Linked DNA regions of Mus musculus: region 2 is linked to region 1. Evidence: chromatin contacts called from public ChIA-PET data. All regions are on one chromosome and are shown on one strand. The core of a region is the stretch at or near the end of the contact, and the rest is flanking DNA. Distances in the headings are between cores, read along the strand shown.

Evidence for each region. ChIA-PET counts read pairs in DNA pulled down with a chosen protein or histone mark.
Region 2: an RNA polymerase II ChIA-PET map of memory CD8 T cells shows a contact between it and region 1, with 40 read pairs. The contact joins two enhancer-like sites. A contact is called at or near these places in 3 of 484 Hi-C or Micro-C datasets (the G1E-ER4 cell line, regulatory T cells and reprogramming fibroblasts) and 8 of 115 datasets of contacts at active chromatin or transcription factors (the SCID.adh cell line, bone marrow-derived macrophages, effector CD8 T cells and 4 more).

Annotation. Positions count from the first base shown.
Region 1 is chr4:128,592,738-128,595,815 of GRCm38.p6, forward strand. The region is part of intron 2 of Zscan20 (zinc finger and SCAN domains 20); the gene reads right to left. Among named protein-coding and RNA genes, the nearest start is that of Zscan20, 16 kb to the right of the region's middle. Within about 2 kb of position 1,489, at least 54 of the 459 cell types and tissues checked have an H3K27ac peak or open chromatin away from gene starts, as enhancers often do. A contact at or near this core is called in effector CD8 T cells, memory CD8 T cells and regulatory T cells, where this site is marked.
Region 2 is chr4:128,733,708-128,736,837 of GRCm38.p6, forward strand. All of the region lies in intron 9 of Phc2 (polyhomeotic 2), which reads left to right. Among named protein-coding and RNA genes, the nearest start is that of Gm33712, 7.7 kb to the left of the region's middle. Within about 2 kb of position 1,689, at least 235 of the 459 cell types and tissues checked have an H3K27ac peak or open chromatin away from gene starts, as enhancers often do. A contact at or near this core is called in effector CD8 T cells, memory CD8 T cells and regulatory T cells, where this site is marked.

The sequences.
Region 1 (3,078 bases), core at 239-2,738:
TCTTGTGGAATTCTGGGAGGCTACACAAGTATCTAAAGCAGGTGAACACTATTCAAAATGCTCTTGCTTCACAGAAGTAAATTACATAAAATGTTGTGACCTTAAAAATAACTGATAAGCATATTTATAAGCCTGCTTGCCTCTGAAGTAGTTACAATCAACAAAGAAGCTGCATGGATAAACTCTAAGACAATCCTCACTCTAGCCAGCTCCTCCAGCTGATACCACGCTACAACGGAGACTTCAACCCCTTGGGCCAGAACTGCCAACACGGAAGAAAGGCAGATTCAACTGACAATGACGAGGAATGAGACAACCATGAGGATCGTCTCAAGTTTCTAATCCAGGAAGGAGCTTAGACATCATCGCTCCACCTCAGCGAGAAGTGAGCTGGACAAACCCAAGCCGAACAAGACTCAAAGCTCTTAGATCCATCAGAGAAGCGAGGCCACACCACCTAGGCCTGCCCTCGAAGCTGGAGAAGTAAGAGAGGTGACTTCACTGGAGGGGAGACCTCTGAAGGGACCGGTGCTGGCAGGAAAGCCCTACAGCTAGAGGCACAGGGCAGGCCACCTGAGAGTCAGGCTCCAGGAAACCCAGTCACCAAGACAAGGGCAGGTGAGCTTTACCGAGTGTCACTTCCAAGAGCTCTATCCATCCTCGTAATGAGGGGAATGCGCAGGAAAGTCCCCTCATGATTCTGCAGGGTGGGGTGGAGTAGGGACAGGAACCACTGTGAAACACACCAGTGTACTCTGTGAACAGTGAGTGCCGGAGCATAGCCTACTTTACATAAAGGAGCTGCCCCTTCTGTTTCCCTACTATTCTGCACAGGTGACAGGAGTGCCTGCCTGAAGCCCTTTCTAGCAGCCTGCCCCACCCACAAAGGGAAGCCTGAGAAATACTGATGAATTTCAGAGTCCAGAGCACAGAGCTGTAGACTGCCCACTAGACATGCTCTGCCACTGTATTCTAAAAGACTTACTTACATAGCTCCTTCCACCCAAGACATCATATGCCACCTTTTAACCAAAACTTTCAAGGCATACCGGAAGGCAAGCAACATTTTGAAGAGCAATCAGCATGAACCAGTGTCAGATGGCAGAGAGCTGGGATTATCAAACCATAAAACTTAAAAATAGTAACCCAGGTGCCAACGGTCTAAACACACTAACTAGCTGGCATGGTGATTCTCATCTGCAATCCCAGCAGTTGGGAAGCTAAGGCAGGAGGATTGCAAGTTTGGGAGCAGGCTGGATTATACTATAAGACCCTATCTCAAAGATAAATAAACAAACCAAGTAAAAGGCCAAGAGTGTATAAAATATGACCCAAATATATGCTGTAACTAAGAAATCCACTTTAAATATAGAGACACCTTACAGATAAAAGGCAAAGGAGGAAGTAAGAGATACCAACTTAACCCTAACCAAAAGGAAGTGGGCCGGAAGATGCCTCAGTGGTTAAAGTTCTTGACACACAAGCAGTTCAGGTCAAACTTCAGACCCCAGAGCCCATGTAAATACAGGGTAATCATGGAGGCCTGTCTGTAGTGCCAGCTTTAGAAGGCAGAGACTGGGGATCCCAAGAGCAAGCTGGCTAGTAAGACTAGCCACATCCGTGATCTCTCGGTCTGACTGAGACTCCGCCCGCCTCAATGAGTAAGGTAGAAGAGTGATTAAAGATGAATCCTGGCATCAACCTCAAGCCTCCAAACACACACACACACACATGCACACTCGTGCACACACACATGTGCACACACATGCACATGTGTGCACACACACATGCACACACATATAAGCACACCCTAACATACATGCAAACATGCATGCACACCATACACATGCACATGAAGAGGGGTGGAGTAAGAGAAGCTGTATTAATTTCAGAACAGGAGACTTCAGAGCAAGAGAAGTTCCCAGGGCTGAAGAGTGGCTTCATGATATGATACAGGGGTTTGACACTCCACAAAGGCATGATAATTCTCATCCAGGTAAGGACTGCACACACCTTGATCCTCCATACTTCTAATAACACAGTCCAAAACTGACAGAAGCAGAAGAGGGTGAGTACAGTCAGTGACGTCAGCACAGCTCTTGGAACAGACAAAACCAAAGTCAGTTGAAGGGAAGAGAGCGATGAGCGGTGTAGACTCACTAGCGGGACAGAACAGCAGAGGGATGGCTGAATTCTGCAAGGTAGAACTTCTAACGAAGGAGTACAAGATCTGCCCTCATGGACCATTCATTGCCACGGCAACCACATGCCAGGCCACAAAACACACTAAGCGAATGTCAAAGGGCAGGATCGTGACAAGTGGGCTCCTCGGATCACATGGAAGTGACTCAGAAACAGAAAGGTAGCTGGAAAATCCATGATACTTGGAGCTCAAACAATATACAAGTAAATATTTGAGTCAAGGAAGAAATTTCAAGAGAAATTACTTTAAATTACATGAAAATACAACTTAAGATAAATAGATAGATAGATAGATAGATAGATAGATAGATAGATAATTAGATAAAAGCCCTCGGGATGCAGGGAGAGTTGCAGAGCTTGGAAGTGAGTTACCAGTGCTGTATCCAGAACACAGGACTGGAGAGACGGCTCGGCAGCTGCGAGCACGCGCTGCTCTTCCAGAAGACCAGGTTCAGCTCCTACCACCGAGTTCATGAGTGGAGCAGCCTTGTCATGCCCACCAAAGAATCTTTCACTGCAGGCATCTACTCCCTGTATCTCTTATACATTTTCTGTCTCTGTTTTATGATGCTCCCTGACCCTCAAGGGAGGTTGTATGGGAGAGACGGCCCAGTCAGAGCTGAGTACTCCAGTCTCTTACTCTGCATGATAACCAGCTGTGAATCTCTGCTTTAATCCACGTCTACTGCAAGGGTAGTTTCTCTCATGACAGAAGATGCAGCAATCCATGGGAATAAGGTAAGAATTTAGGGGGCAGTTTAATACTATGTCCATTTAGCAGAATAATAGTATTTGGCTCTCCGCTAAGGCCTGCGACCTCGTCAGTGGGGTTTTAGCCTAGTTAACAGCGCAAACATGAGTACCATCTTATGGAGC
Region 2 (3,130 bases), core at 439-2,938, 140 kb after region 1:
TCATGCTTGTACTTAACTTCCTCTCTGCAGGCACGACAGGCGTGGGCATACATGTCATAGTTGGGGACACTGCTTACAGGAGCTGACAGCACCACAGGCTAAGATTTAAACCCAGTGTCTTTCTGTTTCGCTCTTTACTCAGAACCAGGATTTCCCATACACTTAAATGACTAGACACAGTAGAGACTGTGTGCCTAAAGCTATCACAGGTGGAGCCAGAATGAGCCCAGACCTGACCCAGAGCCAGAGTTCCCACTGGCCTGCCACCCTTGATCTCTAGCCTCGCCCTTGGTCCCAGATGCTGTATAAAATCTTAGTGTCTGCAGACCACTGTGATGGAGACAAGCTGCGAGACCCAGAGCTGGGCTTTCGCTGTCAAGCAGAACAGACAAGGCTTTGCCTTGCCTCTGCAACCAGGACTAGCCAGCATTCCTGGTGCTAGAAGCCAGGACAGCCTGTTGGAAGTCACTTTGTGGTCCTACAGGAGCTAATTCCACTCCCACTGCAACCTCTTCATCTGAGCTCAGCCCATTGTGGCACTCAGCCTGAGAGCTAGGGAGCAGGTCAGGGCTCTGGGTGGAACGCGCCCACTGCTCCCTTGTCCTTAGCTGCATGGGGGAGGGTGGCTGCTGCCTGATTTGATTGCTTCCCTCCTAGCTCTGGGTGACAGCTTGGAAGACATCCAGCTGTTTACAATTGAGCTTCTGCACACTCTAGCCTGTGATTTGGGGTGAGTCTGCCTCTGTCCTGAGAGACGGCATGAGAGTCAGCTGTACAGTAGTGGCTGCCAGGAGGGAGGGGTTGGTCCTCCAGCCAAGTTGTAGATAGAGACATTCAGCTCTTACCCAAAATACTGAGACGCTCGTCTGCCCTCCTGGCCTGCTAACCTAGCCTCCATGAGGTCAGCCTGAAGTGACACTCAGGCTGGCTTGAGGTCCCCTGGCTCCCCTACTTTCCCATTCTGCTGGCCAGCTCCCTCCCCCGAGGTCTGGATCCAGAGTCTTGCTTCTGTGCCTGTGAATCTCCTTGCTGTGCTGGCACAGTGGCCAACAGGACCCTCTGTCACCGCGTTTGTTCCTTCTCCAGAGAGGTTCTTCAGAACTGCAACAGCCATGGCTTGTGGCCTCCAGGTGACAGGCCTTCTGTCTAACAGCTCTGTCCTTAGAAGAACTGAAAAGTTTACAGGCATTGGCTCCCTAGGACTCAGAGGGCCCAGTGTGGGAGGAGCCTGAAATTTTCTCACCACTAAGAGCTCCTTTGGTATATGCCCTAGAAGATACCATCTTCCAAATGACATTCACTTTTGCTTGAATTCTAAAAAGCACACCTGTAACTTGTGCCATCTGCATGGGAGATGCATGTGTGGTCATTGTCTAAATTTAGTGTAAAACTTGGTGGGAGAAATGACTCATCCTAAATTGTAGGTGTGGGAGATGTGGCATTAACTAATGGTGTGTTAGGCCTGTTGAAAGATCATGTGCTACTTCCCTTCTGACTGGGATGCGGAGCGCAGCCTGGATCCTGCCTGCCCTGCTCCTTTTCCTATTAGTCCACGGCTCCCTCCCATCCCGGAGTCGCTCTCCTAGATTGCTCACCTAGATCGTTGCCAGTTCCCTACCCTGAGGTCCCAGACCACAGGTGACGCCTCAGCCTCCTTGTCATTTCCTGCCACCTGCCTCAAGTGCCCTCACACTGGTCCCAGCTAGTCACGCACAGCCCTCCCCTCCCTACCTGCTTCACCCTCGTAGCCCACTGCAGGGAAATGAAACCGCCTCTGCTCAGGTCTTTCATGACCTTCAGTGTTCTTCATGTTGCTGATGCGAAACAGGCAACAAGAGCAGCCTAAGGGAAGAGGGCGTGTTTCAGTCACGTGACAGAGCAGGCATGGCGCCGGGGGCTGGGAGCCACTGGTCACACTGGAATGGTGCCAACCCGATTTCAAGGTGGGGCTTCCCACCTCCATTAAACCTCTCTGGAAACATGCTCACAAACAAGCCCAAAGTTTAACTCATACTTGACTCTAAATCCCCTCAGTCCTGAGGCCTAGTTGCCTTATCTGAAGAAATAAGGCCCTTTCAGCTGGACTTGGTCTGCCTACCTGAGCAAAGCAGCTAATTCCCAGCAAGATCTGAATGGTTGTAGCCACACTTGCTTTTTTAAAAGAGCGTTAGCCCTGTAAATCTCTTTGTGGAGTGCCTAGATTGAACTCCAGCCCACCACTCCGACTCTGCCATGCCTGGCTTCTCTCTCTTGGGAAGGGACACCTCCCTCACTGTCACAGTGCCAGAAATTTCTCTAGGGATTTGGAATATAAGTAAAGAGATTATGAAGGTTGGCCCCAGACTTTTTCACTGGCCTAACCACTCTACTTTCCTCTCTGGGACCAGCTGTGGCCTCCTGTCTCCTGGATACAGGCTCAGCTTGCATCGTTTTGCAGGTGCTTCACATATTCTCAACAGGCTGGGCAAAGGAAAGCAGGGAGCTTGGTGGCAGCGCTGACCCTGGAGCAAGTCTGCCAGAGTGGCTTGCTTGTTGAGCCAGGTTACCAGTTACTATCTCCTTAAATTCTTTGTTAATTTCATTAGCTTGTTCTCATGCTGTAGCCAGCCAAGACATCTGTTGTCAACCTTAGACTTCTACCCTTACATACACACGTGGGGAAAACCCCTCAGCATTCTGGTATAACATAGTTTATGTGTCTGTATGTGTCGTCTGTAGATAGGGAGAACCTGGTTCTGAACCCGTCAGACTCTTGAAGGCTTGGACCAGCCTGAACTCTCTCCAGCTGGCTGGTGAGTCCTTGTAGGTGCCTTCCTGCCTCTGCATCTAGAGGTCACCCTGCCTTGACAAGGGTCTGGATCTGAGTTGGTGCTCTCACTCTCCTGTGCTGAGGAAATCCTCTACAGTGAGATGGCGAGTGGACTAAAGAATAGTAGCTGTCATAAGCAGGTCTGCAGAAATGCCACTTCTATAATAGACATTAACTAAGCCACTCACTGTCACAGCTTCAGAGAGTAGTTTTTGAATATCACCTATGACAGATCTCTTTGTAGTACCAAAGAGACCTATATTCTTTATGGCGATGAGCACTGACTTTATTCGTATTTATTATTTTATATTAGAATTCATT